2 separate regions of the Gossypium hirsutum genome follow, and region 2 is linked to region 1. Evidence: chromatin contacts called from public Hi-C data. All regions are on one chromosome and are shown on one strand. The core of a region is the stretch at or near the end of the contact, and the rest is flanking DNA. Distances in the headings are between cores, read along the strand shown.

Region 1 (3,936 bases), core at 249-2,748:
TATTTATTGTTCAAGCGTGTGACTGAGTTGATATCATAAGTCAATTGGACACCAATTTAATTAATAAAATTATTAAAATATCATTTCATATTTTAAATAAGTCATGTTATTATTAAGAAAAAAAAACTAATAAAAAAGTTGCAAATATTAATATTTGAACTCATACTTTTAACATCTATAAAATCTTATTCTTATCGTTTTAACTAAAGCTTTATTTTAATATTTTTATACATTTAAATGTCATTACACAAATTATTTCACCCACATTATTTGCATATTACATATGTTTTAAATATATTATTTCTATATGTATACGCGTGTGATAGAATTTCTAATATATTAGGATCTTTGATGTTGATTCTCTTTAGCTGGTAATGCTTGGTCATCGAATATCTTGAATTTCACCGCTTTTTGAGATGTAAGTTGCTTATATATATAATAATATAACAATTTTATTTATTTATTTGTATAATTACGTGTATTTTTATCAGTTTTATGGCCTAAGTTTAATTTTGTTCAAACTGAAGTGATGATTCTAAGATTTGAACTCAGTCGAATAATTGGGAAAGAAGTCTACTACTACTTTTTCCTGACCACTTGTTTTTAAAAACATGTATTTAAAATTAATATGAGCAATCAATACATAAAAAAGTAAATAGAATTATTTGTACCAAACATCCCCAACTTATGACCTTCATTCTGTATTAGTCTTAAACTTCAAAACATTCTAACTACATCTCTAAACTATTGATGTTTTATCAATTAGGTCCTTTTATTATGAAATTCGTTAATTTCACTGTTAAATGACACATCAGATCCTATCTGACATAATTTAAAATGAAAATTTTAATAAAAATGAATATTGTAAAAATAAATGTTTTAAAATCTTAATTTTATGGTATTCGAAACTTTTACAAAAATTTTATAGTGTACTATTTTTTCAGTTTACTTTATTTTTAATTTTTACTTTTAAAAGTTATTCAAAAACGTTCTATTTATTCATTTCAAATTTAGTTACATAAGATTTGATGTGTCATTTATCGGTTAATTTAACAATTTTAATAATGAAAAGACCTAGTCGATATAATATCAATAGTTTGGGAATGTAATGAGAACATATTGAAGTTTAGGAACTAATTTAAAATGAGACTCATAGACTAGGGATGTTTGGTGTAATTAATTTCAAATAATATTTTAGAAAAAATTGAATTGTCTTAACTTATATAGAACTCTTATCTAACACTTAAATAGTGCGAGTTTAAGCTATATCACCAAAGTTTTTAAAATTAAATCAATAGTTAAATCAACTAAATTATTAGTTCATCGATTTAAATAATTTAATTAAATAAATTATTAAAAAAATTTAAAAATAATTTAATCCAATTAAATTAATTTTTTAATTTTTGATCCGATGGATTGATTCGATTTAGATAACCATGGCAATGACCCCCTCCACCACTATCAAAAAGAAGAAATTTGAGCCTAAAGCCCTAAAGAGTTTTCTTGGGCTTCGAGAAGTACATGCATTCCTTGTCTAAATCGGGCCTAACGAGTTCATAAGAAATAAATCGGCGGATGATTTGAGATTTGACATTAGAAGAGATTCGTAGAAGTGGGGAAAGTTCTAACAGAATTCCCATTGCTTCCAAACGCAAAATTTTTAATTTTTTTCTGGGAATGTGCAGTTCAAGATAAGATAGCTTTACACGTTTCCCAATTCAGCAACCCATTTCTGCAACCAAAAACACAAGACACTCCATCAATTTATAAACTCGAAGCAATTTGAAGAAACCCCATCACTCATTTCACCTCCAATCCTCTTAAAAGCAGGGCATTCAATATGCAGGAGACCAATAATTCTCGAGTCAACCAACGAATTGCAACAATCTCGGCTCATCTCAACCCACCCAGCTTTTCCCACATGGAGGGTAGTTCGGGTTTGGGTCGAGCTGACTGCCGAGCCAAAGGTGGGTTAACTGGTTTCAAGGTGGCGATTTTGGGAGCGGCAGGTGGGATAGGGCAACCGTTATCATTGTTGATGAAGATGAATCCTTTGGTTTCTGTTCTTCATCTTTATGATGTGGTTAACACTCCTGGTGTTACTGCTGATATTAGCCACATGGATACTGGAGCTGTGGTATGCTAGTGTTTTTCAAGTTCCCTTTTACGTAAGATTTTCTTTATTGATTGAAAATTGAAATCCATATATAAGTTCTAATTAGTGGTGGAAATGGAATTGGTAGACTTAAGAGTATTTCTGGGTTGTTCTTGCTTGTTGAGTTGAATTTCATGTTGTTGAATGGGAATCAAGATAGAATTATGATCAAGCTGTAGTTAAGATAAAAACGCATCAAAATTCAACCTTGAAACCAATAGGCAATGAAGCTGACAACTTTACCCCACAAGTTTTATGCTTGATTAATATAATCCATATATAAGAATTATGGTTGTTCTTAGTAATGTTGTTGAATTTTTTAGGTACGTGGATTTCTGGGGCAACAGCAATTGGAGGAGGCTCTAACAGGAATGGACCTTGTAATTATTCCAGCTGGAGTTCCTAGGAAACCTGGAATGACAAGGGATGATCTTTTCAACATCAATGCTGGAATTGTTAAGACACTGTGCGAGGGAATAGCTAAGTGCTGTCCCAAAGCTATTGTCAATTTGATTAGTAATCCTGTTAATTCCACTGTTCCGATCGCTGCAGAAGTTTTCAAGAAAGCTGGCACCTTTGATCCAAACAGACTTCTGGGAGTCACAATGCTTGATGTTGTTAGAGCCAATACGTTTGTGGTAACTACAAAACTTGCCATTGTTTTATCGTTCTTTGTTGTTAATTTGCCAACTCTGGATTTTCCCACACAATGTTGAATAGGTTTCCTTTGTATGGTAATCATAATGCTTGCCTTTAATGTATATTCTTCTTCACTGGTAATGAACCAAGTCTGGATTCTGATAGACATTGATGGATCTGTTTTTTTCCGACATGGTATATGTATGGTATATGCCTATAATGGAAACTGTATAATCTATGGTGCGATAAACTGTTACTAATGTTCATTTCTGATGTTCTCTTATAATTTTTACCCTCATTAGTTTGGTTTCTTTATAGGCAGAAGTCATGGGTCTTGATCCGCGGGAGGTTGATGTTCCGGTTATTGGGGGACACGCAGGGGTTACTATTTTACCCCTTCTATCTCAGGTTGAAAAGTACTTGTTTTCAATTCAAACAATTTCGTATTAGAAAGAACATTCTATGTAAGAGCTCACTGTTCCCTTTATACAGGTTAAGCCTCCATGCTCTTTCACCCAAAAAGAAATCGAGTATCTGACAAACCGCATTCAGAATGGTGGTACAGAAGTCGTTGAGGTAAAGCATTTATGTTTTGATTTCTAGACTGAAAACTCCGATAGCTGGAAACCTTATGGTGAACTAAAAGTAATCAAATCTATGGGACTTATGTTAGTTCAAGACAAAATGTTGAGCAAATCACAATTTTGCACCTGTAGAGCACATCTGGCTAATATACCTCAAAAGTACACTATGATCCATGGGACTCATGTTAGCTAAGTTTAATAAATAATCAAGCTGACTATGCTACACGGTTCCCTTAGTTTTACCGACATATTCACTTGTTCATGTTAGAATGCAGCATCATGCCTTGGTTCTTGAAAACTTATTTGATTTGTTCTTGCATATTGTTACCGTCATGGTGTTTACATGCTGGACAGCTGGTGAGTAATCATAATTTGTAACTTCTTGCAGGCAAAGGCTGGTGCTGGGTCTGCAACATTATCGATGGTTAGTTACTTCTCTCTCTCTCTCCACCACCGAGTACAGATTTTGTTTGTTCCTCTGTAAGACATGGTTTTAGGCTATAAGCTGGTTCTGAATGCATATTGAAAAACATAAACGAAAGTGCAGGCATATGCTGC
Region 2 (3,881 bases), core at 1,371-3,870, 170 kb before region 1:
GGGCAAAGGAAATACACAACCTCCTCTCTTTTTGATAGAGAAACTAAAGTCAACTCAAGGTTGGATTTGTCATCCTTCAAAGCTCTACGTTCCTTTTCAAGTTCCGCTTTTGAAGCCTCCAACTCCATTTCAAGACGATTTAGTTCTTCCATTCTATTGAAAATATGCTCCTCTCTTTGATTCAGGGAAGCTTGTCCATCAAGTAGTCTTTCATGTTCTTGCTGTACAATCTTCTTCCTCTCACTCAGCGATTGCCGTTCAAGGTTGATCTCTTTCTCTTTTGCATCAGAACTAAAACATAGAACCAAAAAATTAACGACTCATTGAGACAAAATTTTATTTGAATTTATAGGCTTGTTGCATAATACGAAATCATGGAAAAAGCTATCATATGAATTATAATGTCATCAGCAAACCGTAAAATGCAACAAAGTAGGCATGTATCAGCAGAAAACCACCCTGCCACAGCCAATTAGTTTTCACCTGTTCACTTTCACAACATGCAATCAATCATGTCTGTCTCATATAAACAGCTTAAATAGATTACCAAGCAATCATGTCGCAGATTCTTATTCATAGGAACTTTTCATTACAAGACCTAATCCATATTGAAATTCAGCAAAGAAAAGACTACATTATACTAATTAAGAGAGATATACAAAGCACAATTATGTCTTCCTGGGAAATAAGAGAATCTCAACTGCAAACTGATGGGGAAATAAAACAGAGAAACAATCAAAAAAGCAAATGATGGAACAAACAACATAAAGGAAAACGCAATGCATATGACATACTCTTTTTTGAACAATACAATTCGTCTACTAAGGTCATCTTCACGTGCTTCAACTTCTTGGAGTTTTCTCTTAGCATCACGTTGGATGAAGGTAGCTTCTGTCTGTAAAGACTCTGCTGCACGAAACTTTGCCTCAGCCTCTGAAAACTTTTTCTCAGCATCCTCTATCATAATACGTGCTTCAGCTAATCTACTTTCAGCTGCAACCTTAGTTTCAGCAGATTCTGTACGCATCTCATGCAAAGCCTTCTCGATCTATAAAATCCAACAACAAAGCCCAAAGAAATTTATGGTCCTCAAAGAGATGTAAAAAAAAAAACTACAAGAAAGAGAGACTTCAAATAATAACCATACGCTTGCTAGGCATTCTTTCTCAACTCCTAAAGCTTTCTTCAAACCATCCTCACGCTTTTTTGCTTCTGCCAGAGCAGATATATGTGCAGCTTGATCTCGTTTATGCATTAGCTCGGTTGCTTCAGCAGAGGCTTTAATTTCTTCATACTTGGAAGCCAATTCCTCTCTTTCCAATGTAAGAAGGCCCATGTGGTGTTGGTGGTCAGAGAGCTACATACAAGAATAAATAAATATTAAAAATATGTTAGTAAGCTGTGAGACAAGAAGCAGAGAATGAATGAAGATTTACAGCATGAACTTAAGAGCAACATGTGAATGATGCAAGGATCATCATATGCTAAAACAAAACTGCCTTCACTCCACACTCTTATCCTTTGTACAAAGCAGTCATTTTCAAATTAAGATAGGTAAATATCACAGCTTAATAATACACATCCATTGGAACTATCAAGAGCAAAAACTCATAAGGAAAAATATCCACATAAAAAGCACTCAACCCCAAAATAATGACACAAAGGCGAGAAAAACTGACCAAAACGAGGATGAAACAAATAAAAGAAGCTAGAAACAAACAAACCATGAATGTTCCTAAAAGCTCTTATAAACCTACAAAATTAACAACTCAATTCCATGGTACCACAAGCAGAAACAACACCTCGACCAAAAAGTGCAAACAGACAGGTAAATGAAAATCAAGTTTGTTCAATCAAAGCTCATACAATGTAAACACATGTTATGCAACTAAATTGGCATTTAGCGTTCAAGTGAAATACAAAATTTCTAACCACGAGCAATGTTCAAGACTTTATTTGGTTGCTCAACATTGAAAATTGACCCCATAAATCCCAGTAAAAAATCTAAAACTGAAATGCCTTATATATATATCGTCTTTTGTATCCATATTCACAATTCACAATTTAAATGTTCAAAATATACTAATACTCTTTTCTTTAACCTATTGCACCAAAAACAAAATAAAACCTTAAAAAAGGGAAATAAACAGCAAACCAAAAACCACGAAAATTAATTCAGATAAGCAGTATAAAGATTTAAAGCAGACCTCTGCTTCAAGCTTCGCAATATAAGCAATAAGGGCAGCTTTATCTCTCTTCTTGATAGATTCCTTATCGAATCCAGCTTCCTTGAGTCGCTTCCAGATCGTCTCATCACCAAGAGAACTCTTCGAAACCCTAGACCCCGGAGTTATCGACAAAGCCCTACCAGTACCCGGCGTGAACGGGCTCGCCATCTTCCAAGCCCGATCAACTCACCCTAAAACCCTAATTCCCGTACGATTTAGCTGGATTTGGTCGGATTCTTCACCCTTTTTTTGTATTCTCCGCTGAAAAGAGATAAAAGAATCGAAAGTAGTGAGTCACCGGGTCGCCACTGAGTCGGGTTTTTGTTCTTTAGAGAGGAAATCGCTAAGACAAAAAAGAAGTTTCTACTGTGGGTGAAATGAAAGACGGTGTCGTATTAGGAAATTTGGGCCGCCATGGAGGGAAAAGATGAGAGTAAAGATCCAAAGAGTGACAGTCAACGTTCCACGTCATCAATTTTTTTTATTTTTATTTTTTGCTTTTCTTTTAAAAAATATTAATCCACGGCTAGAATTCGTTGTAAAGATCCTCTTTGTGGGGCAACTTGTAGTTTACAATCAAATATTTTATCATGATTTGCCCAAAATTAATTTTTAATTTTAAGTTAAAATGTCCTCTAAGTCCCTATATTTTTTTAGGTTTAGAATTTAGTTCCTCTATTTTTATTTCAAAAAATTTAATCCCTCCACTTTTTAAATGTAAAAATATAAGTGTAATTGTTAACATTATTAAAAAAAATTCTATTAAATTCAAGTCATTACAACATCATTTTTTTATTATGTGACTACTAAATAAGTATTTTGTTAAACTAAGTCTTATTGGATAATATGTTTTGATATAACAAATTAAAGTGTTATTTAATAAAAGTAAAGTTGAGCAATTTCATAAAATTAAGTTGAAATGGTTTCAATTGAGTCAAACATTTTCAAATATGTTTTAATCATTTTCAAACAAGTTAGAATTGCTCCAGGACAAAAAGTATCAAAACTTTTTGTCTAAGTATCGATATTTTACAAGATATCGATACTAAATTGACATTATACCATTTTCAACCCCTGGTAGATATCGATCTGGTAAGATATCGATATTCCTGCTCCAACGGTCACTTAAATCAACGTTAATTACAAAAAATATCGATACTCTTTTAGTAGGTATCGATACTCGTTGCTACAAGTGAAGTTAATGACCCGGTATTTCATCCCTAATGACTATATTTATTTCTACAACAACTACAACGGTTGAAAATCAATTAGATGATATAAATAGTTTAGCAACAACAAGAGACATGTGCAAAGCTTAAAAGTTCAATCAAAACAACTTAGAACTTAATTGTTTCATATCTTTTTCTTGAAAATACTTGTGAGCTTTCATTATATTCATTTAGCTCAAATGTTCTTTTTTGTATTTGTACTTAATTGGCAAACATCCTAATTGTTTCTTTGTTTACTTATTTCTCTTTGAAAGAAGGTTTGTAACTTAAGGTTTGGGCAAAGGTTGTCAAATTAGTGAATTTGAGAAAATACTTTGGTAAGCTAAGGTAATAGAATAGGCAATTGGGGTCGAACCATTATAAATCATTCTATTCTTTATTGCATATTTTTCATTGCTTCCACCACAATTTCTAAAATGTCAAT

Evidence for each region. Hi-C and Micro-C count contacts between places; a contact is called where the count stands out from the background.
Region 2: a Hi-C map of leaf shows a contact between it and region 1, with 3 times the contacts expected there. The contact joins the promoter of LOC107935256 here to the promoter of LOC107935268 in region 1. A contact is called at or near these places in 2 of 34 Hi-C or Micro-C datasets (both in leaf).

The regions. Positions count from the first base shown.
Region 1 is chrA02:104,440,836-104,444,771 of Gossypium_hirsutum_v2.1, reverse strand. It overlaps LOC107935268 (malate dehydrogenase, glyoxysomal), which reads left to right and starts at 1,498. Exons shown (of 8, transcript XM_016867841.2): 1 at 1,498-2,137; 2 at 2,479-2,793; 3 at 3,113-3,202; 4 at 3,287-3,370; 5 at 3,767-3,802; 6 at 3,926-3,936. The coding sequence starts at 1,841.
Region 2 is chrA02:104,615,315-104,619,195 of Gossypium_hirsutum_v2.1, reverse strand. LOC107935256 (protein CROWDED NUCLEI 4) reads right to left here and starts at 2,620. Exons shown (of 9, transcript XM_016867825.2): 1 at 2,208-2,620; 2 at 1,148-1,357; 3 at 795-1,048; 4 at 21-291. The coding sequence starts at 2,396.